Linked DNA regions of Mus musculus: region 2 is linked to region 1. The links are chromatin contacts, called in public promoter capture Hi-C maps. All regions are on one chromosome and are shown on one strand. Each heading gives the region's core, a stretch centred on a gene start, on an enhancer-like site or on the middle of the called end of the contact. The rest is flanking DNA. Distances are from core to core; before and after follow the strand shown. Region 1 holds the start of Nfkbil1 (nuclear factor of kappa light polypeptide gene enhancer in B cells inhibitor like 1). Region 2 holds the start of Pex6 (peroxisomal biogenesis factor 6).

Region 1 (4,138 bases), core at 882-3,381:
TATGGATTGAACCCAAGGCTCTGCGCATGCGACACAAGTGGTTTTGAGTTGGGATATTTCTCTGTGGACGGAGCTGACAGAAGGAGTCACTCTAGGGATGTGTCCCTGAGCGATGGTTCTAGACAGTAACCCGATAGTTGGGGTGGACCTGGGGCCTGACTTCACAGACCATGCCGAGAAGCTGAGCCAGGACGCGCTCCCGATTCCTCTGCTGGGAACTCTGCATGCCCTGAACCTGCCGTCTTGTGGCCTGCTCCACTTCAGCAGACAGGTTCCCCTGAGAGCCCATGGCCTGGGGGATGGGGGCGGAGGAGAGAAAGAAAAAAGCAGACACAGAGAAAGGAGGGTCCCAGCATGTAGGAGGAAAGGTTCAGAGGAAGGCCTGGGAAGCCTTTTCGAAACTATTCCCACCCCACAAAAACATGTAGATACCAAGCAGGTGGGCACAATCCTTACTTCTGAGACTGACCATAAAACTGTCCCCACCATACAGACTGTGAAGGCTGCCCCACAAGTCTCATGTACCCTTTAAAACCCTCAGACCTTACAGATCCCGTCAAAGCTTTACCAATGTGTGGTCCTTGTCAGGGCCTCTTCAGCTCTCAGACACCCTAATTTCTTAGTCACCTGTATACACCTGGCAAGAGGCACCCACCGATTTGCACCTGGGTGGGGCCATCCCTGTCCCCCTCAACTCACCGCCTGCTGCTTGCTCTGAAACTCCTGTTCCCGCTCCCTGCGGTATTGCTCCACCTCCATTTGAGCCTCCTCCTTCGCCTGCTTCAGTCGCCGGGCCTTCCCTAGAGGCAGAAGGACAGTGAGTGTACACACACACACACACACAACCAGGTGCGTTAGTGGGATCAGTGCCCTCTAGAAAGTTATCCAGTTTCCTGTCAACCAACCAAATGCTAGACTGTAAAACCCACCCGTTTCTTCTACCCTAATAGCCTCAGTCCCCCATCTGTCCTCATTGTCCTTGGGCTTTTTTTTCCTAAGGACTCAAATGCCCGCTATCCCCTATTCCTAAATTCTCCTTCCATATTCCTAAGAGAGGAAAGGGGGGCTCACTCTTCCTGGCATCGGCCACCTTCTCCGCTGCCCGCTTCTCAGCCTGGAGGAGCTGCTGGATACCCTGGGTCTGACTGGCCATTTTTATCACTAGAGAGGATGCTGTTCCGAAGGCGACCGAGGTACCAGACGGCTCCCACCCTCCAGCGCCTACTCCTCCGGGCCCTTGATGCGGTCCTCCACTCCCACTGGGTCTTAGCGCTCCCGTTTTCACTCAGTCTCCTGCACCGGGTGGGTGTCTGTCATCCTCACACTGATGACTGGTCCTCCTCTCGAACCTCACTGAGGTAGTACCCGAAACGGCCGCCCGAGGGCAGCAGAGACCAGCCCTGTGCTGACTACTGCAGCAGGTGCAGGGCCTCTCCGTGTCACCAGGGTCCACAGAGATGGGTCTGGGGGAAGCGGAGGGCAGAGTGTTTGGGTGTGAGGAGATCTTGGTTGGTGGTCTCGAAGGAGACACAAAGGCGATGAGAATGGTGTGGGAAGGTAAGGATGCGCTTGGACACAGTACGCTGGGTTTCACTTACACTCCCAACTGTGTCTCCACGCCTCCCTCCGCCCTTACCCCCTCTTTTCAGCCTCCATCTTCTCTTCAGACTTTCCCCCCAAATCTGAACGTCTGCACACATCTCCCTGCTCTGTCCTACGTTTGCCTTGTTAGTGTCTAACCATGTGTTTTTCTTTTTTGATCTACCCATATACTTGGCCTCATTGTGGTTGTGTGGTGTGTGTGTGATTATGTGTGTGTGTGTGAGATTGTGTGTGTGTGTTTCGAGACAGGGATTCTCTCTGTAGTCCTGGCTGTCGCTGCAGCTCGCCCTATAGACCAGGCCTGCCTCTGCCTCTGCCTCCCTTCGAAAGCTCGCCTCTCATCTTCCGCTTGCAGGAGGACCCTATGTCGCAAATTGTCTTATTTCCCCTCCGGAGACCTAATCACAAGTCACCCAGTCCGAGCGTTCGGTACGATTTCCGGGATGGAACACACAGTTCATTTCCGCCCGAAACTTGCGCGTGTGCTTGCGCCATTTCCTGCATCCTGGCGCGCCTCCTCCCTCCCCACCTCCCTTCTCCGAGCGTCTTAAGCCCAGGCCTCCGGCCTCCGTCTCTGAGGGTCCTTGGGGGGGCGGGGAGCAGGTCTGATGAGTAACCCCTCCCCCCAGGCCCCAGAGGAAGAAGCCTCTACGTCTGTCTGTCGGGTACATTATATTCCATTTCTAGATCGCTCTTTGAATTTGTGACTTTTCTCCAGATTTGTGGCTAATGAAAATTGCCCCCATCTGGCCTTACTTGATTTTTGTTGTTGTTGTTGTTGTTTCCCTCCAAAGTTCAGAATTAACTTTTTTCTTGGGCTCTGGAACCTTAAAACAACTATGTATCATTTTCTCAAAAATTACATCAAAAATTAACTCTGTGATTCCCCCCTCCCCACCAGCCCCCAACTCCAACCCCATCCCCACCCTCCGCCCCAAACTTGCCATCTGCTAAGGGATGAGAGTTTAGAATAGGCCTTATCTCTTGCTGGAGATGCAAGGGGGAGGAAATAGGAGGTAAAGGGAGAAACGGGGAAGAGCGGAGCTGGGACCTCACCGCTGCCATTTCCCACTTCTTCCTCAGCCCCAGAGTTGTTCCATGGCCTCCGCTTCCCGCCGGCACCGCCGAGAGCGACGCTTCCGGCGGTACTTGTCTGCAGGACGGCTGGTGCGAGCCCAGGCTCTCCTCCAGCGACATCCCGGGCTTGATGTGGACGCTGGGCAGCCCCCGCCTCTCCACAGGGCCTGCGCCCGCCACGATGCCCCTGCCCTGTGCCTGCTGCTGCGTCTCGGCGCTGACCCTGCCCACCAGGACCGCCATGGCGACACGGCGCTGCACGCTGCTGCCCGCCAGGGCCCTGATGGTGAGTGGGTCCGTGGGAACTGGTCTTGAGAAGCTGGCCAGATCTGAACTGAAAGAATGCGTGGGAAATAAAGGCCTGGTGTGGTGGCGCAGGTCTTTTGACTCTGGGCAAGCAGAGGCAGGAGAATCTCTCTAAGTATGTAGCCTACACAGTGAGCTCCAAGACTACAGAGAGACCCTGTATCATACAACAAAATAGTTGGGAAATAAGTTAGTTCTTTGGTCCTTGGGAACTGTTGAAGATCCCTGGTTGGGATGTGGCCATATCTCTCTAGTAACAGAAAAGCTTATCCTAACATCGCCCAATCAACTAAGGGGTGTGTGCTAGCATGGTGTGATTGTTTGTTTGTTTGAAGATTTATTTATTTTATGTATATGAGTACACACTGTAGCAGTACGGATAGTTGTGAGTCTTCATCTGGTTGTTCGGAATTGAATTTTAGGGCAACCGCACTCTCTCCTGCCCATATTTATTATTATAAATAAGTACACTGTAGCTGACTTCAGACGTGCCAGAAGTGGGCGTCAGATCTCACGACAGATGGTTGTGAGCCACCATGTGGTTGCTGGGATTTGAACTCAGGACCTTCAGAAGGGCAGTCAGTGCTCTTACCCACTGAGCCATCTCACCAGCCCGATTGTTTTTGTTTTTGAGTCAGGGTCTTACCGAGTCTCTCAGGCTGGCCTCTGCATCCCAAGTGCTGAGGTTGTAGGCATGTGTCTCCCACACCCAGCCGCATAGCTCGCAACTCTTTCTTTACATTTCCTAGCTTTCAGCTCAGTGACTACTTTGTTTCTTTGATGGTTTTTTACCTTGCAGTTGACTGCTCAGGTCAGATCCCAGCTCCACTCACCCCACCCCCACCCCCTTAATTTTGCTTCTCTCCTTGCATAATCAAAACAATGGCAACCTTGTAATAATGCCACAAACACCTTACAAAGTATCCATGCTTTGTCACATGATCAGCTGGGCCGGCCAGAGGACTTGAAACTTTTACTTGGTGTTATGCCGGAGATCTGCTGCTGTGTGTTAGGGATGGACTCATGTCCCTTGACACATACCAGGCGCCAGACCAGTTTTCTTCATTCTCACCAAAATTCTGTAACAAAAATCCTACTTAAGCTGGTGGTGCGGTCTGGAGGCGGAGGCAGTCCGGGCTCTGCAAACTCAAGG
Region 2 (4,295 bases), core at 405-2,904, about 11 Mb before region 1:
ACTAACTCTGATGGACTGTCTTTGTTTCTACCTATGGCCATTGGGCACCCGAGAGAGGTTAAATCAACTTCAGATCTGGTGTTAACTAGTTAATTTTACGTGGCTACTGGCTTCCTTTCAAGCCAGCACCAGCCTAAATCATATACTTCTATGCTTAGAAACTAAACTGTAGACCCCGCCTCTCCCAAGCACAATTGTATTTTTAAAAGGCAGAAATCAAACACTTCAAGAACTTCTCTTAAATGTATTTAATAAGACATATCAAGTTATGTACAATATATGACTGAGGCCTAGACAGTGTGTGTGTAATCATATAAATAAGATATATACCCTAACAAGGCTCAAAAGGCTACAAGAGGAAGAAATGATGTTAAGGTTGTGGTTATAAAATCATGAAAGGATTTATGCGAGTGTCACGTTTAGGTCGGAAATGACAGTTGCTTTATCAGATAAAGTTAGAACAAGAAGTCAGTCAAGGAAAAAGCAAGAGGTACCAGGATAGCATTCTAACGTAGCAACGCAGTTACAGACTAGGGGTACGCAGAGCTGGTACTTGGCAGGGAACCTCATGTTTCACCTGAACACGTGAAAGACAGTTTGATAAGAGAAAATGAGTATACAAGACTAAGAGACCTTAAGTGAAAGGTCTAATTGTAAGGCACAGGGGACCTGAATTCTACAGATTTAGCCTTCCAACTCAGTAAAGACAGGGAAGAGAGCAAAAGTTAAAGGAAGCATTCCTGACCTGAATTCTGAGCTCTCCCACTTCCAGGGGGTCACAGCCGAGATTAAAAGCCAGAGTGGCGGGCAGAAACACCAGTCCGTCAGCGAGTGGCTCTCCCGGCTGCTGCCCGGAGTTGGGTCCCAGTCTCTCAGACAGCTCCCAGCGCGGTTCTAGAACCTGGACTTGAGCCAAGCGCGGCTGCGAGGAGTTGGGTAACTCTGCGACCTGGGCCACCCAGACCCATTCGCCCTGGAAGAGTCCGAGACTCCGGAGACAGCTCCGGCTCACACCCAGCGCATCTCCAGTCCCTCCCAGAACCCCTCGGAGTCGCCGGACCGAGTGGGAAGCTGCAAAGGACGACACTACGGGCGGGGGCGGGGGATGGCTGTGATCCCGACTCTCCTGGCCCAGTTTGGCCCGCCCGCGGAGCTCAGTCACGGCCAGCCGTGTCCCCGGGCCCAGCAACCCCTGCAGGGCCGGTCGCGTCTCCAACACTCGCGATCCGGGCACGGGGAGGGTCTCCCCGCGGCGCACCAACAGCGGCCCGACTCGAGGCCCTAGCCCGGGTCCCGGAGCCGTGGCAAGCAACGCCCAGCCCAGGGCCGGGGGACGCCGCACAAGCCGCGCTCGTACTCGCGCCCCGGGCCCCAGCGCTAGGACCCGCAGCAGCGCGCGGCTCACCAGCAGCGGCGGAGGCCCCGGCCCGCGCTGCTCGCCCTGGGCGCCGGACCCTTCCACGGCCGCCACGAGCAGCGCGGGCTTCGCGGGACTCTCGCTCGCCGGCCGCAGTGCCAGCACCAGCCCCAGCCCCGTCGCTGGCCACGGGCCCCCGGGAGGCAACAGCACCGCCAACGGTGGTGTCTCCGTCGGGAAGGGGTCCAGGACGCGCAGGACAGCCAACGCCATGGCGAAGGAGAAGGAAACCACTCCACTTCCGGAAATAGGGGGCGGAAAAAGTCCGGGGCAAGAGAGGCGTTTCCGCTTCCGGTAGGAAAGTGGGCGGGGTGCCGATGGCCAAGTCGGCCCCTGAGAAGATGCACAGGGGTGGGGGGGAGCCTGGCTTGACGACCGCCTCCGTTGTTGTCGACGCACGCGCCCTTTGAAACTCAGTGGAGGAGCATTTTTACAATTCTGTAGGGCAAGTAGCGTCCTCTCGACCTTCATGCCCCATAACTTGAACTCAGTATTTAACTGACCAAGAGTAATCGGTGTGGGCCAGGCGGTGGTGGCGCACGCCTTTAATCCCAGCACTTGGGAGGCAGAGGCAGGTGGATTTCTGAGTTTAAGGCCAGCCTGTCTACAGAGTGAGTTCCAGGACAGCCAGTACTACACAGAGAAACCCTGTCTCGAAAAACAAAACAAAACAAACAAACAAAAAAGAATAATTGGTGTGAAAAGAAGGATGGGGTTTGGGGAGATGGCTTAGTGGTTAAGAGCACCGACTGCTCTTCCAAAGGTTCTGAGTTCAAATCCTAGGAACCACATAGCGGCTCACAACCATCCGTAATGAGATCTGATGCCCTCTTCTGGGGTGTCTGAAGACAGCTACAGTGTACGGACTTACATAAAATAAATAAATCTTTAAAAACAAAGAAAAGTGGAAAAAGTCCATTTTCCTGAGGATGTCTTAGTTTGTCCTGCTCAGCTGTAGGCACAGCGTCTTGAGGGTTACCGGGAACGTTGTAAGGGGGATGGTGGGATAAAACTGCCCCAGCCATGCTTATGCCAATCTATTTATGCAGCGGCTGCTGGCTGAATTAATGCATGGGATTCATGTAGCCCTGTTGCTTGGTGTTGCCACACTTCTCCCAACACACCCTCCTTAAAGCTCATGTTCCAGTGCCTTGGGTCCTTCACGTTCTCTGTCCTACTCCGATCTAACTTGAAGCTTGAACAGTTTACCTAATTCTAGGAGAGCTATAGGAGAGAAGGCGACAGAGAAGGAAAGGGTTGAAGGCTTCTGTGATGGGAACTGAGCCAATAGCCTTAGTTACTTAGATTTCGTCTTTGTCTTTACTCTTTCTTTTTTATGATTTATTTATTTAAAATTTGTACGTGCACTGCTGTTTTGTCTGTACGTATGTCTATGTGAGGGTGTCAGATCCCCTGGAACTGGAGTTATAGACACTTGTGAGTGACAGGTGGGTACTGGGAATAAAACCTGGGCCTGCTGGTAGAGCAGTTAGTGCTCTTAACAGCTGAGCCATCTCTCCAACTGCCCCCCTCCAGAAGTCTCCTTTGTAATTAACAGATACAGGTTTTTGTGAAATACATTTAATCAATATATTGGATTGTGGCTATTCCCCTTTTCTGGACCTTGTATTTTTTTTCCAGTTACTGTCAGACTGTCTCCTTTACAGTCGAACCTTTTGAGATAGTCTTCTATTTTGTATAGTATACATTCTGGAACAATTTGGACATCAGATATCAGAAAGTTTGAGTATTGACTACATGTATTAAGGTATCTTTATCCCCAGAAGATGAGAAAATATTTAGATTTCTGATTTTAGCTCCTGGAAATACCTTAGGTCATGAACCTGAAATTGGCCTGGAGATGTAGTTCAGTTGGTAGGGTGCTTGTCTGGCATGCTGTTGCCCTGAGTTTGATCTCAAGCACTTTATAAAGCCAAGTGTGGTTGGTTTGATAGACTCCTGTCTTCCTAGCAACAAGGTAGGTAGAGGCAACAGCTACGTGGTAAATTTGGAGCCAGCCTAGGATACATGAGAACTTGTCTCAATGGAATTGTCCAATCTTTTTGTTGTATTTCGTCTTTTTGTACATGCGTGTGTTCGTGTGTATTTGTGTAATTGCACATACGTGATAAAACTTTTCCTGGGGAGATTCAACACAAGTTTTCCCACCCCAGATAGGGATCCCAGGGCAGACCAAAACATAAATACCAGCCTGGTCTACAGAATGAGTTCCAGGACAGCCAGGGCTACACAGAGAAACCCAGTCTCAAAAAACCAAAAAATAATCAACCAAACCAAAAAAAAAAACAAAAAACAAAAAACAAAACCAAAAAAACATAAAGACCAACTAAGTCCAACTTGATGAACCAATGCACTTTATTGGAGTTAATTATAGAAATGTGGGTGAGGGGTCACTCACAGGAGCAGAAATGACTCAAAGCTGCATTAGCAAAGCCCACCCCAGTGTGGGTGACAGCTCACAAAGCTTGGAACCTGGAGCACACTGCACATCTGCAGGCAGCTCAACAGTTGAACAGTGTCCTTTCCAGGTGCCTCCTCTGGTCTATAACCCTCTACTAGGCATCTGCTCTGGTCTGGGAGTCTTCTTGGCAGCTTGGCTCCACTTCTCAGCTCTTACTGCTTACTCTGATAGGAAGGGGCCTAGTGAATCTAGTCAGTTTCAGGGACTTCCTGAAGCTATTGTGAGTGCTTTCCTTTCTGCTTAATGAACTTCCTGCAAGATGGAATGTTTTAACCTGAGAGGAAACCATTAGAAAATACAGGTTTCTCCAGGCATGGTGGCACAAGCCTTTTATCCCAGTACTCAAAAGGCAGCAGATCTCTGCGAGTTCAAAGCCAATCTGATCTACAAATTGAG

The links. Promoter capture Hi-C pulls out the DNA fragments that hold promoters and counts their contacts.
Region 2: a promoter capture Hi-C map of cranial neural crest shows a contact between it and region 1. The contact joins the promoter of Pex6 here to the promoter of Nfkbil1 in region 1.

What each region holds. Positions count from the first base shown.
Region 1 is chr17:35,233,779-35,237,916 of GRCm38.p6, reverse strand. It overlaps Nfkbil1 (nuclear factor of kappa light polypeptide gene enhancer in B cells inhibitor like 1), which reads left to right and starts at 2,131. Exons shown (of 4, transcript NM_010909.5): 1 at 2,131-2,267; 2 at 2,686-2,965. The coding sequence starts at 2,211. It overlaps Atp6v1g2 (ATPase, H+ transporting, lysosomal V1 subunit G2), which reads right to left and starts at 1,321. Exons shown (of 3, transcript NM_023179.3): 1 at 1,072-1,321; 2 at 700-800; 3 at 1-292. The coding sequence starts at 1,153. The coding sequence ends at 119.
Region 2 is chr17:46,708,835-46,713,129 of GRCm38.p6, reverse strand. Pex6 (peroxisomal biogenesis factor 6) reads right to left here and starts at 1,654. Exons shown (of 17, transcript NM_145488.2): 1 at 746-1,654. The coding sequence starts at 1,630. Gm52314 (a long non-coding RNA gene) reads right to left here. Exons shown (of 2, transcript XR_003952400.1): 2 at 3,776-4,295.